Regions from separate parts of the Oryctolagus cuniculus genome. Here region 1 is linked to region 2. The links are chromatin contacts, called in public Micro-C maps. All regions are on one chromosome and are shown on one strand. Each heading gives the region's core, a stretch centred on a gene start, on an enhancer-like site or on the middle of the called end of the contact. The rest is flanking DNA. Distances are from core to core; before and after follow the strand shown.

Evidence for each region. A called contact is a pair of places that touch in the nucleus more often than the background predicts.
Region 1: a Micro-C map of ear pinna shows a contact between it and region 2, with 1.9 times the contacts expected there. The contact joins the promoter of EMSY here to the enhancer-like site in region 2. A contact is called at or near these places in 2 of 6 Hi-C or Micro-C datasets (ear pinna and psoas muscle).

The regions. Positions count from the first base shown.
Region 1 is chr1:67,419,863-67,427,024 of mOryCun1.1, forward strand. EMSY (EMSY transcriptional repressor, BRCA2 interacting) reads left to right here and starts at 4,207. Exons shown (of 22, transcript XR_011389390.1): 1 at 4,207-4,341; 2 at 6,381-6,489. It overlaps LOC138850017 (a long non-coding RNA gene), which reads right to left and starts at 3,902. Exons shown (of 5, transcript XR_011389399.1): 1 at 3,521-3,902; 2 at 2,945-3,157.
Region 2 is chr1:67,314,929-67,322,398 of mOryCun1.1, forward strand. No RefSeq gene overlaps it. Among named protein-coding and RNA genes, the nearest start is that of THAP12, 46 kb to the right of the region's middle. Within about 2 kb of position 1,688, at least 1 of the 8 cell types and tissues checked has an H3K27ac peak or open chromatin away from gene starts, as enhancers often do. A contact at or near this core is called in ear pinna, where this site is marked.

The DNA.
Region 1 (7,162 bases), core at 2,957-5,456, 110 kb after region 2:
GTTAAGGTGCCCCTGCATCCCTTGTGAGTCCCGGCTATCCCACTTCCCATCTGGCTCTCTGTTAATGAACCTAGGAAAGCAGTGGATAATAGCTTAAGTACTTGGGTCTCACCACCCATACAGGAGATCTGGATGGAGTTCCAGGTTCTTGGATTCAGCCTGCCCAAGTCCTGGTCATTTGGTGAAGAAAACCAGCAGATGGAAGATCTTTGTCTCTCCCTCTTTCCCTTTCTCTTTGTAACTCTGCCTTTCAAATAAATAAAGTAAATCTTGAAAAAAATCTAAGGGGAGTGTGATTCAGTAGAAAGAACAACAGCTTCCAAAGGGCTGATCTGCAGTCTTTGTCCTGCCGTGCAATTCCCATTTGACTTTGGTTAATTCACTTCTTTGGATCCTTCATTTTTTTCATGTAGAAAATGAATCTCTAGAATCAGACCCTTTTTAATTTGCCTCCTTACATGTAGAGTCTTCAAAAAGTTCATGGAAAATGAGTATTATTGAAAAAAATACTGCATGGATTTAAATTTTTTTTAAAAAAGTCTTATTTATTTGAAAGTCAGAGTTACAGAGAGGGGGAGAGACAGAGAAAGAGATCTTCCATCTGCTGGTTTACTCCTCAGATGGCTGCAATGCCCATTGCTGGGCCAAGCCAAAGCCAGGAGCTTCTTCCACATGGGTGGCAGGAGCCCAAACATTAGGGCCATCTTCTGCTGCGTTTCCCAGGCCATTAGCAGAGAGGTGGCTGGGAGTGGGGCATGAACTGGTGCCCATATGGGATGCTGGTGTCACAAGTGGCAACTTTTAGTGCTATCCACAATGCTGGCCCCAATGGATTTAAATTTTCCTTCACACTGAAATATACTTATCTTTTCATTTCATCATTCTGTAAACTTTTTGAAGTACTCTCACATAAGACCATAGGAATTTAATAGATACTTTCATGATTGTCAGATCTACCTTCTCCATTATACTCCTATAAAATCACAATGTGGTGGGGCCAATGCTGTGGCGTAGTGGGAAAAGCTGCTGCCTGTAGTGCCGGCATCCCATACGGGCACTGGTTCAAGTCCCAGCTGCTCCACTTTCAATCCAGCTCTCTGCTGTGGCCTGGGAAAACAGTGAAAAATGGCCCAAGTCCTTGGGCCCCTGCACCCACGTGGGAGACCTAGAGGAAGCTCCTGGCTCCTGCATCTCCAGCCAATGTGGCCAACTGGGGAGTGAACCATTAGATGGAAGACCTCTCTCTCTCTCTCTGACTCTCCTTCTCTCTCTGTGTAACTCTTTCAAATAAATAAATAAATCTTTAAAAAAATTAGAATGTGGTTAATAGGTGTCCAAAAGAAGTTTCATTCTTCATTTTGAAAGGCAGAGAGAGAGAGAGAGAGAATTGCCCATCCACTAGTTTACTTTCCAAATATCCACAACAGTGATGGTTTGGCCAGGCTGAAGCCAGGAACCTGGAAATCAATCCAAGTTTCCCACATGGGTCGCAGGGACCCAAGTACTTGAGCCATCACTTGCCACCTCCCAGGGTATATATCAGCAGGAAGCTGGAAGAGAGTGGAGCTGGGACTCTGTGATACAGATGTCTCAAGCAGCAGCTTCACCTGCTGCACCACAAGTTTCTGTGATGTGCTTGGAGGAATAAAGTTTGAGACCAGTATTGTACTCCTACACATGTTCCTGATCACAGGAAGTTGCTATTTAGTAGGATAAGCTTTTCTGCTTGGAAGCTTTAAGTGTAGGGTGGCTCTCATTTTATTGACCACCCACTTCTCAGAGCCATACTGCTTTTATCTGAAATCATGGCTCTGCTACTTACTGGCTTATTATCTTGGGAAGCCTACTTCACCTCTGTGTCTTAGTTTCTTCATCTATAAAACAGGGAGCCTAGCATTATCTATAAGGTTATTGTAGACACTATCAAATTAATGTATTTAACAGCGTCTGGACTACACAAAGTCTGGGCTAAGCATTAGCTATTGTTTTGATTAGCTGCAAAGCACTAGAAAGCACTAGCATGAACAGATCTGGTTGGTCTCTCTCCTTTAAGAGCTGGTTGCCTAGTCGGCCCTCATTCAATATTCTTACAAGGAGTACAGCAAGCGGTGCAGAAGCAGAGATGGAAAAGCCTGTCTCATCCTGGAGGGAAAGGTGGGGCAGGGTGAGCTTCTTGCGGGTAAAGTTTGAGTCTGATCCTTAGGGAGGAAGCAGTCAGAGCGGCACAGGGAAGGCGGATGAGGACTAAGGAGAAGACGCGTGGGAGCAGGCAGCGTCAGCAGCGGCACCACTTGGGAGCTTACTAGAAACATAGGATCTAGGACCCACCTCAGACCCACGCCATCAAAACTGGCATTTTAACCTGATCCTCAGGTGCTTCCCATTGATAAGGGACCCACGGGCTAGAGCATGGCTGACTGCTTAGGTTTAAATCCCTGCTTTCCCATTTACTTGTGTGTGACTGTAAGCAAGCTATGGGACTTCCTTCCTATGCCTCACTTGCCTCTTTTGTAACTAGGGATAATGAGTTTCTGCCTCACAAAGTTGTTGCAAGGACGAAGTCATTATGTGCAATGGTTAAACAGTACTTGGTGCTTAGTAAACACAGGGATTAGCCATTATAAATGACCACTGTGATGCTATTTCTTCCAGTGGACGTCAGTTTTATAAACCCCTTTGGTGATTCCACTCCTCCTTCACTCCCTACCATTTTGACATTCATCACAGAGGAAAGGACACTTGGAGGTCAGAAGGCCTGGGGTTACACAGCCCAGCTCTCTTCCACATCCAGCTCTCTGAAACTGGGCAAGCTCCTGACCACATGTGTGTTTTCACAGTACCGGGGGCCTGCAATTATACCTGCTTCGCTGAGGTGTTGCCAGGTTCAAAGACCGTGTATGAAGATTTCACTTACAATCTTACAAAAAATTTTTAAGCAACTGGCCTTAAAACGGCAAGATCAGGGAGGGTGTGGGGTGGGCGTGGAGGCTAATTCGTCCCACTTCACGATCTTACGAAGGTGCAGGTTTGGGTTCCAGCAACGACAGCGATGTACTTCGAGAGTATTTTTAGTTCGTGGGCAAACAGGAGTAGGACATTTCAACGCTCTCGTTTTTTCCTCCTAACGTCTGGGGTTCCATGTGACAACACGAAGTCTCTGGGGGCAGAGTGGTTTACAATTTAACTTTTGCGCACACTATGTATGGCAACATCCCCGCAGGGTAACAGTAACCTATCTTCTCCAGAAGGAAACACTGGTAACAGCACAATACCCGCGAAGAACTCCCGCACACCGGGGCCGTTTCTCCCGCATCCGAGGTTACGGAAAGCACGCAGTCTACAGGGAGGGCCGCCACAAACGCCGATGGACTGCTCGCCACCGCCGGGCCCTGGCTCCCATCTCGTGGTCACGAGTAGCTTTACTGGGCCCCCCTTTTTCGTAGGTCAGACAGAACGACCAGACCGTTTCCACAACACTGCCGTGGGATTAAGCACGAACAAAGGCTGAGGCAGAACCTACCACGTCGTAGGGCCTCGCGTAAGTCCCTTCGTGCCTCTGCCGGCTAAGGCACCACTTGGCGCCATCACGCCCACTTCGCGCGCACAGGAGCCTCAAGTCCACAACCCTAGGGTCCCCCCTTGTGTACTCCGCAATCCTCAGGTCCCGGACGGCAACTACGACCTCCACACCGTGTCGGTTTCCGATTATTCCTCCTCGAGCTGCCGCCCGGGGGGCTGGAGGCCCCAGATCACCGCCCCCGCGGCTCTTGAGGAACCCGAGCCTGCTCCACCACGCCGCTTCAGGGACGAAGCTGCGTTCCTACGGCCCTAAGCCCGCTGGAGTAGAGGTCGCCACAGAAGGCTCGGTGGCGGCTCCCAACGCCATTTTGACTGCTGCGTGTGGCGTCACGGGTGCAGCCGATTGGCCGGGCGACGGCAGCCGGAGGAGAGGCGCGCGAAGCCAAAGAGACGAGGGGATGCAGGAGAAACCCAAGGAAACTACAATCCCAGCCCTCCTTGCGCTGCGACGGCCGGCCCGGGGCGAAAGAGGATGGAGCTTGATGTCGGACCACAACTCCCAGCACCCCCCGCGACGCCCGTCCTGTCCTTTCATAACGTGGAGGAAAAGAGGGACAGTATGAATGGAGGCCTTTTGCTGTCCGCTCTCCGAAAGGCGGGAAAGGCGAACTACACCTCCCGATGGGCAGCGCGCGGCTGCGCTTGCGCCCTGATGCTTGTCGCCATCTTGCCCCTTCTGAGGCACCGCAAACAAACCCAATTCCTGGTGTCCCCTAGTCTTGGCGGAGGAGCCTTTTAGATGAGCCCCGAAAGACCGGGCAGGTGGGTGACTCTCAGGCAGGGTCCTGGGAAGAGCTGGCAGGGAAGCCAGGGTAGAGGAGCGCCGGGCCAAGCTTTCCGAGCCCGGCTTGGGGCGCCCAGCCCCATCCTCCGTTGTTTCCTAACGGGATCGTGGGGCTCCCCGAGGTGGACCGCGGGGGGCTGTGGCAGGCCCGGTGCTGGGGGCCCCTGGGGTCCAGCCCCGGGAGCTTTCCGGTGAGTCCCGGTCGGCTGGCTGGCTGTCCGCGCGCCTCCTGTGTCTCCGTTGTCCTCTCGGCAGAGGAGGGAGCGAGGCGCGGATGCCGGCCGGGGCCCCTCACACCGGCTGCTGGCCCGGGGAGCTCCGGTCGTGGGCTTGACATTGGGATGGGCGCCGAGAGGCACGGGTGCGGAGCCTGGGCGGGCTGCTCTTGTTGTGGTGCTGCGAAGAGTGCGTGTTTGGAGAGGGGGCGGGGCGGGCTTGCCTCCTTGACACTTGAGTGGGGGGAGGATTCTGCGAGCTCGGGGCTCCCCGGGCGGGCTCCGGCGGCTCCTGCCCAGCTTTCCGAGGCGATGCGGCCCCGCGGTGGGGTCCGCCGGCGGGGACGCGCTGGGATGCCGTGACGTGGTGCTTGCTTCGGGCGGTCGCCGGCCGCCTCCGAGATCCTGTCGGGAGGCGGGGACTGGCTGGCGGAGGGAGCGGATTCCTTTGGCTCGGCCCCCTCTTCCTCCTCCCCACCCCTTGCCTTTATGTCATTCTGCCGGCCGGAGCGCGCGGTCCCGTTCCGCCGGCTGTGAGCTGCCTCCGAGCTGCGAGGACTACGGGAGGGAGGGGGAGGGGGCTCCACTCGGGGCGCAGAGTTGGAGGTAGCAGCCCCGGCGCCTGGAGCCGGATACAGCAGTTATTTCCGTTCGCTGTCTGACTTCCAGACCCGACACTGCGCTCATTCATTCTCTGGTTCATTCATTCGTTGTGCTCTCCCACCAACCATCCGTTTGTGCTTTAAGCAGACATTTACAGCGCGTCTGCTGGGCTCTAAGCAGGTGTTGTGTCAGGCCCCCCTCCCCGCCCCCGCGCTTTCTGCCCTCTAGGGAATTCCCAGGACGGAGTAAATTCTTGGCGTCTAAACTTTTGGTAAATGGTTGTTTCATGACCGCAAGCTCTCGATTCATATTTCTTTATTAAGATTTGAAGAGACCGTTCTTTGTTAAGTTCCTTTAACCCAAGTAACATGCTAGCAGCTTTACATACTTTGTTTCATGTAACTCGTAAGTGAGGAAGCCCACAGAAATCAAGTAATTTACAGTTGCTCAAGTAGTAGCGCCCACTTATTAAATCACATGGTAGCCACTAGGGAGAAACTTTACATGTACTGTTCTTTAATACTGTTAGCACACCGGGTGGCATTACCCCTCCTACCCCTCTCCCCCCTTAATGACTGATTCATTTGAAAGTTGTAAGAGGAGGGAGGGAAGGAGAGAGAGAGAGAGATCTTTCATCCACTGGTTCACTCTCCAAGTGGCTCCAAGGGCTAGGGCAGAGCCAGGCGGGGGCCAGGAGCTTCATCCCAGTCTCCCACGTGGGTGGCAGAGGCCCAAGCACTTGGGGCATTTTTCTCTGCTTTCCCCAGGCCATTGGCAGAGAGTTAGATCACAAGTGGAGCAACCAGGACATGAACCAGCCTTGGAGTTCCTGGGATAGGGGCTGCTGGCCTTCAGACCACAGCTTTACCCACAAAAACAACGCTGTCTGAGCAGATGTGGAAAGGGTAGACCCAGAGAGGCCAGCTGACCCAGAGCGCACAGCCGGCAAGTTGAAAAGCTGGAACTAGAGCCAGCGGTATCTGAGTCTGCAGCCTGTGCTCTTTAAGCTGCAGCAGGCTGCAATAGGAAGCTCTGAAATGCTTGTTTGATTCTTCATGTGTCAGTAGTAGCCAAATGCGGTGGTAAACATGATTGTGAGGTATCTTAATGGTTTTACTTCCTAACTGGTGGCTGGACCTCCAGGTGAGTGGCCTTGAATGTACTTTGGTGATTTGATTTCTTGCTTTTCCTTCTGGTAGGGAGGACAAGCTCTTTGGGGCTACCAAACAGAAGCAGCAATGCCTGTTGTGTGGCCAACCCTTTTGGATCTCAGCAGGGATGAATGCAAAAGGATTCTTCGAAAACTGGGTATGATTTTCACTTCTGATGTTTGCTATCTCATATACTCTTCCCTTTCAGTTTGGGTCATGGCTATTTGCATGGATGTCTGATGCTACATTCAAAGTTCTTTGGAGGTATAGTCTCCATCTTGCTTATTGTTGTGCCTAGCATAATGCTTTGGACATAGTAAGTACATTCATAATAATAGCAGCAGCAGCAGCAGCAGTAGTAGTAGTAGTAATAGCAGTTAGGACTTATTTGGGGCTAGTCATCTATTCTGAGTCCTTTACCTTCAACATCTCATTTAATTCTCACTTAAAACTGAAAAGTAGCTAAGTGTCCCCATTTTATAGATGAAGCTTGGAACTCAAGATTAGAATGCTGATAAATAAGTCATGGAGCAGTATTTGACCCCAGGGAATATGATTTCAGTCTCAGCCTACTATCAACCTTCATGAATTTGTTTATGAATTACATAGTATTTGTGAATTCTGAGTTAGTGTAAGCTATGCCTATTTTCCCCAGTGATATTATACTGTTGGTAATAAGACAGACTTTATGCTGGTCATTTATTTTTTAGTTCTTCTTTCCCCTTACAGCACCCTTTAGCCTTTTAGGGCGAGAATTAAGCCCTAGTACCAAGGCATCCATTGTAGGTAATGAACTAACTTCTCCCCTTGTATCTATAATGATATGAGTC
Region 2 (7,470 bases), core at 438-2,937:
CTCTGCCTTTCAAATAAATAAAATTTTAAAAAGAGAAAACTAAAGTTAATCTTCTAATAAGATATTGCCCCCACGAACAAGAATGAGATGCTACAAGAGAATGCTGGATAAACAGAACTGAACAGATAAACCAAAGTCTTAGTAACACAATGGCAGAAAAAATTTTTAAAAACTATGGAAAAAGGGTTGGAAGATAATTGTAAAAATAATGCCAAAAAGCAAAGAATAGGAAATGGAAAAGATAAGACAGGATAATCAAGAGCTCTCAACAGCCAAACGAGGACTTGGAATCAGCCTCAGAGAAAATGTGCAAGAAGGGGGAGAGTTCCAGACGGGAGAGACCCACCGCGGTCTCCACGCGGATTCGCGGCAGGACGTCCACACTGGAGAGCCCTGAGAGCCCCGGATCACAAGAGCCTCCAGAGAGAAAAAAAAAAAAAAAGCACTTCCTAGAAACCGGGACTGCGAATCAGGATGCGTGGATGTTAAAGCGAAAAGGAACGGGCAGGGGCGGCACTGAGGCTCAGTAGATGAAGCTGCCACCTGCAATCTCATGTGGTCACCGGTTTGAGTCCTGGCTGCTCCACTTCCAATCCAGCTCCCTGCTAATGTACCTGGAAAGTAGCAGAGGGTTGTCCAGGGGCTTGGGTCCCTGCACCCACGTGGGAGACCCAGATGAAGCTCCTGGCTTTAGCCTGGCCCAATCCTGACCATTGCCATCATTCGGAGAGGAAAATCAGCAGATGGAAGATCTCTCTGTAAACTCTTTCAAATGAATAAGTAAATCTGTAGAAAAAGAAGAAGAATCGGAATGTCACTGGGTTTCTCAATAGCAAGACAGGAACTTGGAGACATGGGGGAAGTGCCTCCAAAATTCCAAGGGAAATTATTTCCATTCCAGAGTCGTGGCCCCAGCCAAGGGCAAAGACAGAACACGTTTTCAGTCATGGAAGCTCTCTGCATACTTGCTCAGGAAGCTGCTGGGAGAGGTGGTTCAGCAGGAATGAGTGAGTAAGGCGAGAGGAGAACACGCGACCAAGGAGAGAGCAGAGCGCGGCTGGGTGCCAGGGCGCCCATATGGGATGCCAGCACCATAGGAGGAGGCTTATCCCACTGCACCACAGCACTGGCTCCCTCCACCCCTGCCTTTTTATTTTTTAAAAAATATTTATTTATAAATCTGAAAGGCAGAGTTAGAGAAATAGAGAGATAGAGAAAGATCTTCCAGCTGTTGGTTCACTCCCCAGATGGCCTGAATGAGAGGCTGGGCCAGGCTGAAGCCGGGAGCCAGGAGCTTCATCCAGGTCTCCCGTGTCGCTTTCCCAGACAAATTAGCAGGGAGTGAGATCGGAAGTGGAGCAGCTGGGTCTCAAACTGGTGCCCATGTGGGATGCTGGAGCTGCAGGCAGTGGCTTAACCCACTGCGCCACGGTGCCGGGCCCCTAAACGTTTCAAACTACATGTATACGCTCCTAATCTGGGGCCACTGGCCGCACAAGGACAGCCGTTTTCAGCAGAAGGCCTGGCCTGGCTCTGGACACCTTGGCAAGGAAGTAGGAGAACTTGGAGCTGGGAGCTAAGCCGAGGAGGAGGAGGAACGAGATTCCTCTCTCAAGGGCAAAGCCAAATGCTAGCCCTTCATGCCACCTTCTGTGGCCTTGGCAACCGCGTGCCACGCTTCCCTCCCCCGTGCTCATCCCACTCCCACCCCTGCACTCACGGTCCAGCTTCAGCGGTGGCTGTCCTGTCTGGTCTCGTCACTCCCACCAGGCTGTGGGCTCCCCAAGGTCAGTGCTACCCACCCAGTGACACTGAGAAGCTGCTCGGTGACTGAGCTGAACGCACGGGCGCCGGCACCCAGTGACAGCCAGCCACGTGCTTCCCGGCAACCAGCGTGCCCCATGGTTTTGGCACACACCAGCAAGTCCCTGAGAAACGTGCCTTTGCAAACAAGCCCCATATCCCCAGACGTGGCCAGCATTTCCCCCTTATGTTCACAGGGGAAAGGGCAGCGAACGACCTGCTGGGAGCCACAACCTGGAACTCGAGCAGGGCATGGTGACGATGGGGCACAGAGAAGCCCTGAGGATTCCAGGGTGTCCAGGGGAAGGGAGGGGCTCTCTGCAGAGAGGCCTGGGTGGGCGGGAGGAGTGAGTCATCCCCGGCGCCGCCCACCCCGAGCTGCCCCTCAGAGCTGGCTTCCAGCTGCCAGTGGCTCTGAGCCCCACATCTGGAGAGAGGTTTTGGCCTCTGGGATGGGGCAGGCAGGGTCGCGGGCTGCTCTGGCTGGTGCGTCACCAAAGCGGCTGGCTGCAGAGTCCTCACCCTGCCGCAGGCATTATTAGCCCATCTCGCCTGGAGGGCCCCGAGCTTTCGATTTCAGGGACTGGTAACATTTAAATAAAGACGTGGTGACCAACAGAAAGTGGTCCTTTATTTTTGCGACAGAAAGAACATCTAGCAAGGAGCCATCTGTACTTTCTGTCTCTCAGTCTGCAGTGTTTATGTGATGTGCTCACTGACAACACCTCGAGCTGCATACCCATGGCTGTGGCTACTCTGCATGTGAGAGAGGCTTGGCAAAAAGAATGGCAACAGCGCTGTGGCATTGTGGGTAAAGCCGCCGCTTGCAGTGCCGGCATCTCATGTGGGCGCCAGTTCCAGTCCTGGCTGCTCCACTTCCGATCCAGCTCTCTGCTATGGCCTGGGAAAGCAGTGGAAGATGGCCCAAGTTCTTGGGTCCCTGCACCCGCGTGGGAGACCCAGAAGAAGCGCCTGACTCCTGGTTTCGGATCAGTGCAGCTCCGGCCATTGTGGCCTTCTGGAGAGTGAACCAGCAGATGGAAGACTCTCTCTCTCTCTCTCTCTCTCTTTCTCTCTCTCTGACTCTGCCTCTGCCTCTCTGTAACTCTGCCTTTCAAATACATAAATAAATATTAAAAAAAATAAAAGTAACCACTTGGGGGCAGGCATTGGCCTCGTGGCTGCGAGAGTGGTTGGGACGCCTGCGTCCCTTGTCAGAGTGCCTGCGTGCGAGTCCTGGCTCCGCTAGATCCCAGCTTCCTGGCTAATGTGCGCCCTGGCACCTGGGAGGCAGCAGGTGATGGCTCAAGTAGTTGGGTCCTTACCACTCGTACGGGAGACCTGGATGGAGTTCCTGAATCTTGACTTCAGCCTGGCCCAGCCCAGGCCGTGGCAGGCACCTGGGGAGTGAACCAGCAGATGGGGGCTCACTCCCTCCCCCCCGTCGGGTATGTGTGTGTGTGTCTGTCTGTCTGTCTGCCTGCCTCTCAAATAAATAACACATTTTCACACCATAAAAAATGAGCAAGGCATAATCTCAACACAGAACAGTCCTTTTACAAAAGGGCAGCAGTACATTTAGAATAACAGGCTTCATATGTAGGATAGAAAAGAAATCTGGGGAGAAATAATCCAAAGGTTTGCTTCCCAGTATCACTCACCCATTGACTTTGTGGATTTAGCAACTCAGCTAGTCACTGTCGAGGCACTTGGGGGGCCTGGAAGCCCCACCCCACGCAGTTCCACTGGTGCTGCGCGGTCTCCACCTGCTGAGAGGCTGAGAACCCTGCCTGCTCGCCTCACAGCTGGAGCCCCTGGATGCGGGAGGAGCGGCTGGTCGGGCGGTGTGCAAGCTTTGGGTCCATCTGGCAGACCCTCTCTGTGAAAACGGAGGTCCTGAGAGGGGACTCGAAGTCACACAGGAAGCCAATGAGGAGCCGGCCCGGCCTGCCAGCCACCCTCTCCTGATCTGCAGGCTGCTGGCAGGTCCTGCCCCGCTGCTGGAAATGCTTCGGAGCCGGACTGGGGCTGGGCTGCGGGCGTGGGTGGGGGATCGAGTTACCTGCTTGGAGAGGGCCCCCTCCCGCGGGAGCCTCCAGCTGGGCAGGAAGGCAGTTCAGCCAGGCTGGGCTCCTGCAAGAAGCCAGAGCTGCTACAATGGGGCGCTTGAGCCATCCAACACCTCCTCGGGGCTGCCGACACCCCTGCTCTGGGCAGAGGCCGGTGGGGGCGCGGGAGGGGCTGAGCTAGTCAGGAGGGCTCTGCCTGGTGGGGGGTGGGTGGGTGGGGTGTAAAATGGGCCTCTTGGCCACCCCAGGGCTCTGCTCAGCTCTGCCCCCTGCCTGCTGTCTCTGCCACATAAAGCCTCGGGGGTCAGTGACACCAGGGCCTGGTCCACTCTGGGGGCCTTCACCACCCAGTCTGTGCAATGGGCAGTTGTGAGGACGCACTCGGAACCTTTCAGCTCAGCGCTGGGGTGGGGGCGGTGTGTGCTTCCAGACCCAGGCCCTCCCTGTACAGCCCTGCTGGCTCATTCCCACTCTGAGTGGAGGGGTGGGGACGCTGAATTTCCTTAGCATATGCCAGAGACTCCAAGCAAGAAGGAAATCCAGTCAGCAGTATGTCCCAGGCACCTTGCAGGTCTCAGTATGTGCTGAATGGAGAGAAGAATAATGAGGTTCAGTTTAAAATGTCCAGGAAAGGTGCCAGAGCTTCTCCCATCAAAACCCAGTCCTAGGGCCGCGGCCCTCTCTCGGGGAAGCAGGCTCGGGGAAGGGCCCCTCGTGCCCAGCTGTGTGAGCTCTGCTGTTCTGACTGGCGGGAGCCAGGGCCCAGTCCTCCACGGGCACCCCCACAGCTGAGCGGCTTCCTACACAGTCCCGGCGTTCCTCGGGTGAGCCTGCTCCCACCTAACCTTCCCGGAACCCTGGTCCTGCAGGAAGCAGCTCGGCTGTCTCTAAGTTCCAGGCTCCTGGGTAAAGTGAGCTCCCGCTGCTGACCCGCAGTGGGCCGTGAAACTCATACTCCAGCAGCTGACATGGTCAACACTCCTGGGACCTACCCCCAACCCACACCACCCTACAGGCAAGCACGTGCAAACATGGGCCCTCTCTTGCACAGAGCAGTGTAGGAGTTAAGTGGAAATTGGATTGGAATTCTAGCCCTCCTAGGACTCTCTTTTCCCATCTTTAAAATGGAACTGCTAACGGCCACGGCGCTGGGTGGCCGGGAGGATGGAAGGCAGCCCTGTAAGCAAAGTGCCCCACCCGGTGCAGGCACCCAGTGGTGCCCAGCGAGTGTCCGTGCATCCCTTCTCCTTGAAGCGTCCCTGGCCCTTGGCGAGCCTTCAGTCCACAGCTATGGAGTCCTACTTGGGTCTAAGTGGAAGCACCAACGTGCAGGGGAATGAGGAGGCCCTGGGCTGGGAGCTTGGAGCAGGGGTGCTGTGAGGGGCTGGCAGCCAGCAGGCCTGGCCCTGAGCCCCGCCCGGGGCAGCCACCTCTCTAAATCAGAAGCTTCCCCTCCTCCCGGCGAGCAGGCTCTGGCGGAGGCCCTGGCCACGCACAGCGGACCCTTTGTGAGCTCTTGGCTCTCTCCATGGCTCCCCCGATCCTGTCATCGCCTCCAGGGAGCCCTGGGACTGCAGGCAGGAAGGCAGAGCGCAGCCCTTCCCGCTCCCTACCACCTCCAGCCGGCTCTGCCGGCCTCCGCCCTGCATTCAAGGCCTGGGGCTCTGGTCCTGCCCCCTCTCCAGTCTCATCCCTGCCAGCCCCCTCGTCCTGTCCCCTCCGCTGCTCTGTCTGCAAGCACGGTCCTCGTCCCGTGTGATCCTCAGAGGTGGAGGCCAGGTCTGTGGGGGGCCCTGGCGTGCCTTCACCCCAGGAGAGCTCAGCCTGTCCTTGCGCCCAAGTTCCTCAACCCACTTCGTTCAAGGAGAAGTGAGCTCTTCTGCACGAAAAAAACAGTCAGTCAAATAACCAGTGGAGACAACACGTGCACACGAGACGACAGAACGCTGATTGTGCTCATGTTTTCATAAAGCTATAAGAAAAATATTTTTATATTCTTTATCCAGTTGAAAATTAACTTTCTAGAAAGGAGGACTGTAGGGGCCTGTGCTGTGGCGCAGCAGGTTAAAGCCCCGCCTGCAGCACTGGAATCCCATTTGGGCGCTGGTTTGAGTCCCAGCTGCTCCGCTTCTGATCCAGCTCTCTGCTATTGTGCCTGGGAAAGCGGCAGAGGATGGCCCAAGTCCTTGGGCCCCTGTACCCACATGGGAGACCCGGAGGAAGCTCCTGGCTCCTGGCTTTGGAATTAGCGCAGCTCTGGCCATTGCCGTCATCTGGGGAGTGAACCAGCGGATGGAAGACTTCTCTTTGTCTCCACCTCTCTCTATAACTCTGTCTTTCAAATAAATATTTAAAAAAAAAAAGAAAGGAGGAATGTAAACATCTTTCTGCCTGTGAAAAGATGCTTCATCTCACTCAAAATAAAACAGCAGTGCGAAGTGCCCTTTGGGCTGCGTCCCCAGACTGGCTCCGACCAAACGGGAGACCCTGTGTGCTCTGCCCACAGTGCTGTCCCGCGGGCAGGGGGAGGCCGTTTCCTGCAGCACTGTCTGGAGCAGGGGTTGGCAAGCCTGGTCCGCTCAGGATCAGATGGCCACTATTTTAGGCGCGAGGACCACGCGGTGTCATCGCTGCTACCCAACACTGCTGTTGTGGCTCAGAGCAGCCAAAACAAACATAAATGGGTGTAGATGTTTCCAACAAAATCTTATTTATGAACATTGGAATGTAAATTTTACATCTCATAAAACATCCTTTTTTTTTAAAGATATCACTTAAAACTTAAAAAAAAAAAAATAGGGGCTGGCACTGTGGTATAGTAGGTTAAGCCTCCACCTGCAATGCTAGCATCCCATAAGGACGCCAGTTCAAGATCCGGCTGCTCCACTTCCATCCAATCAGGCTCCCCGCTAATGTGCCTGGAAAAGCAGCAGGAGATGGCCCAAGTGCTTGGGCCCCTGCACTCATGTGAGTGACCCAGAAGAAACTTTTGGTTCCTGGCTGTTGCGGTCATTTGGGGAGTGAACCAGTGGATGGAAGATTTTTCTCTCTGTCCCTCCATCTCTTTTTTGTAACTTGGCATTTCAAATAAATAAGTAATTAAAATTATTTTTAAAGATTTATTTATTTATTTGAAAGTCAGAGTTACACACAGAGAGAGGAGAGGCAGAGAGAGAGAGAGGGAGAGAGGTCTTCCATCCGATGGTTCACTTCCCAATTGGCTGCAATGGCCAGAGCTACGCCAATCTGAAGCCAGGAGCTTCTTCCGGGTCTCCCAAGCAGGTGCAGGGGCCCAAGGACCCGGGCCATCTTCTACTGCTTTCTCAGGCCACAGCAGAGAGCTGGATGGGAAGTAGAGCAGCTGGGACTCAAACCTGTGCCCATATGGGATGTCAGCACTTCAGGCCAGGGAGTTAACCCACTGCACCACAGCGTCAGCCCCAATAGAATTATTAAAAAAAAAAAAAAACCATAAAAATACTTTTGTAATTTGAGGGCACTGGGCTGGATCTGACCAGAGCATGCCTGCTCTGTTTGCAATAGATGGGTACCATAAACACCTGTCGACTGCTTGCAGCAAAGTAAGTGTGGAATGAGC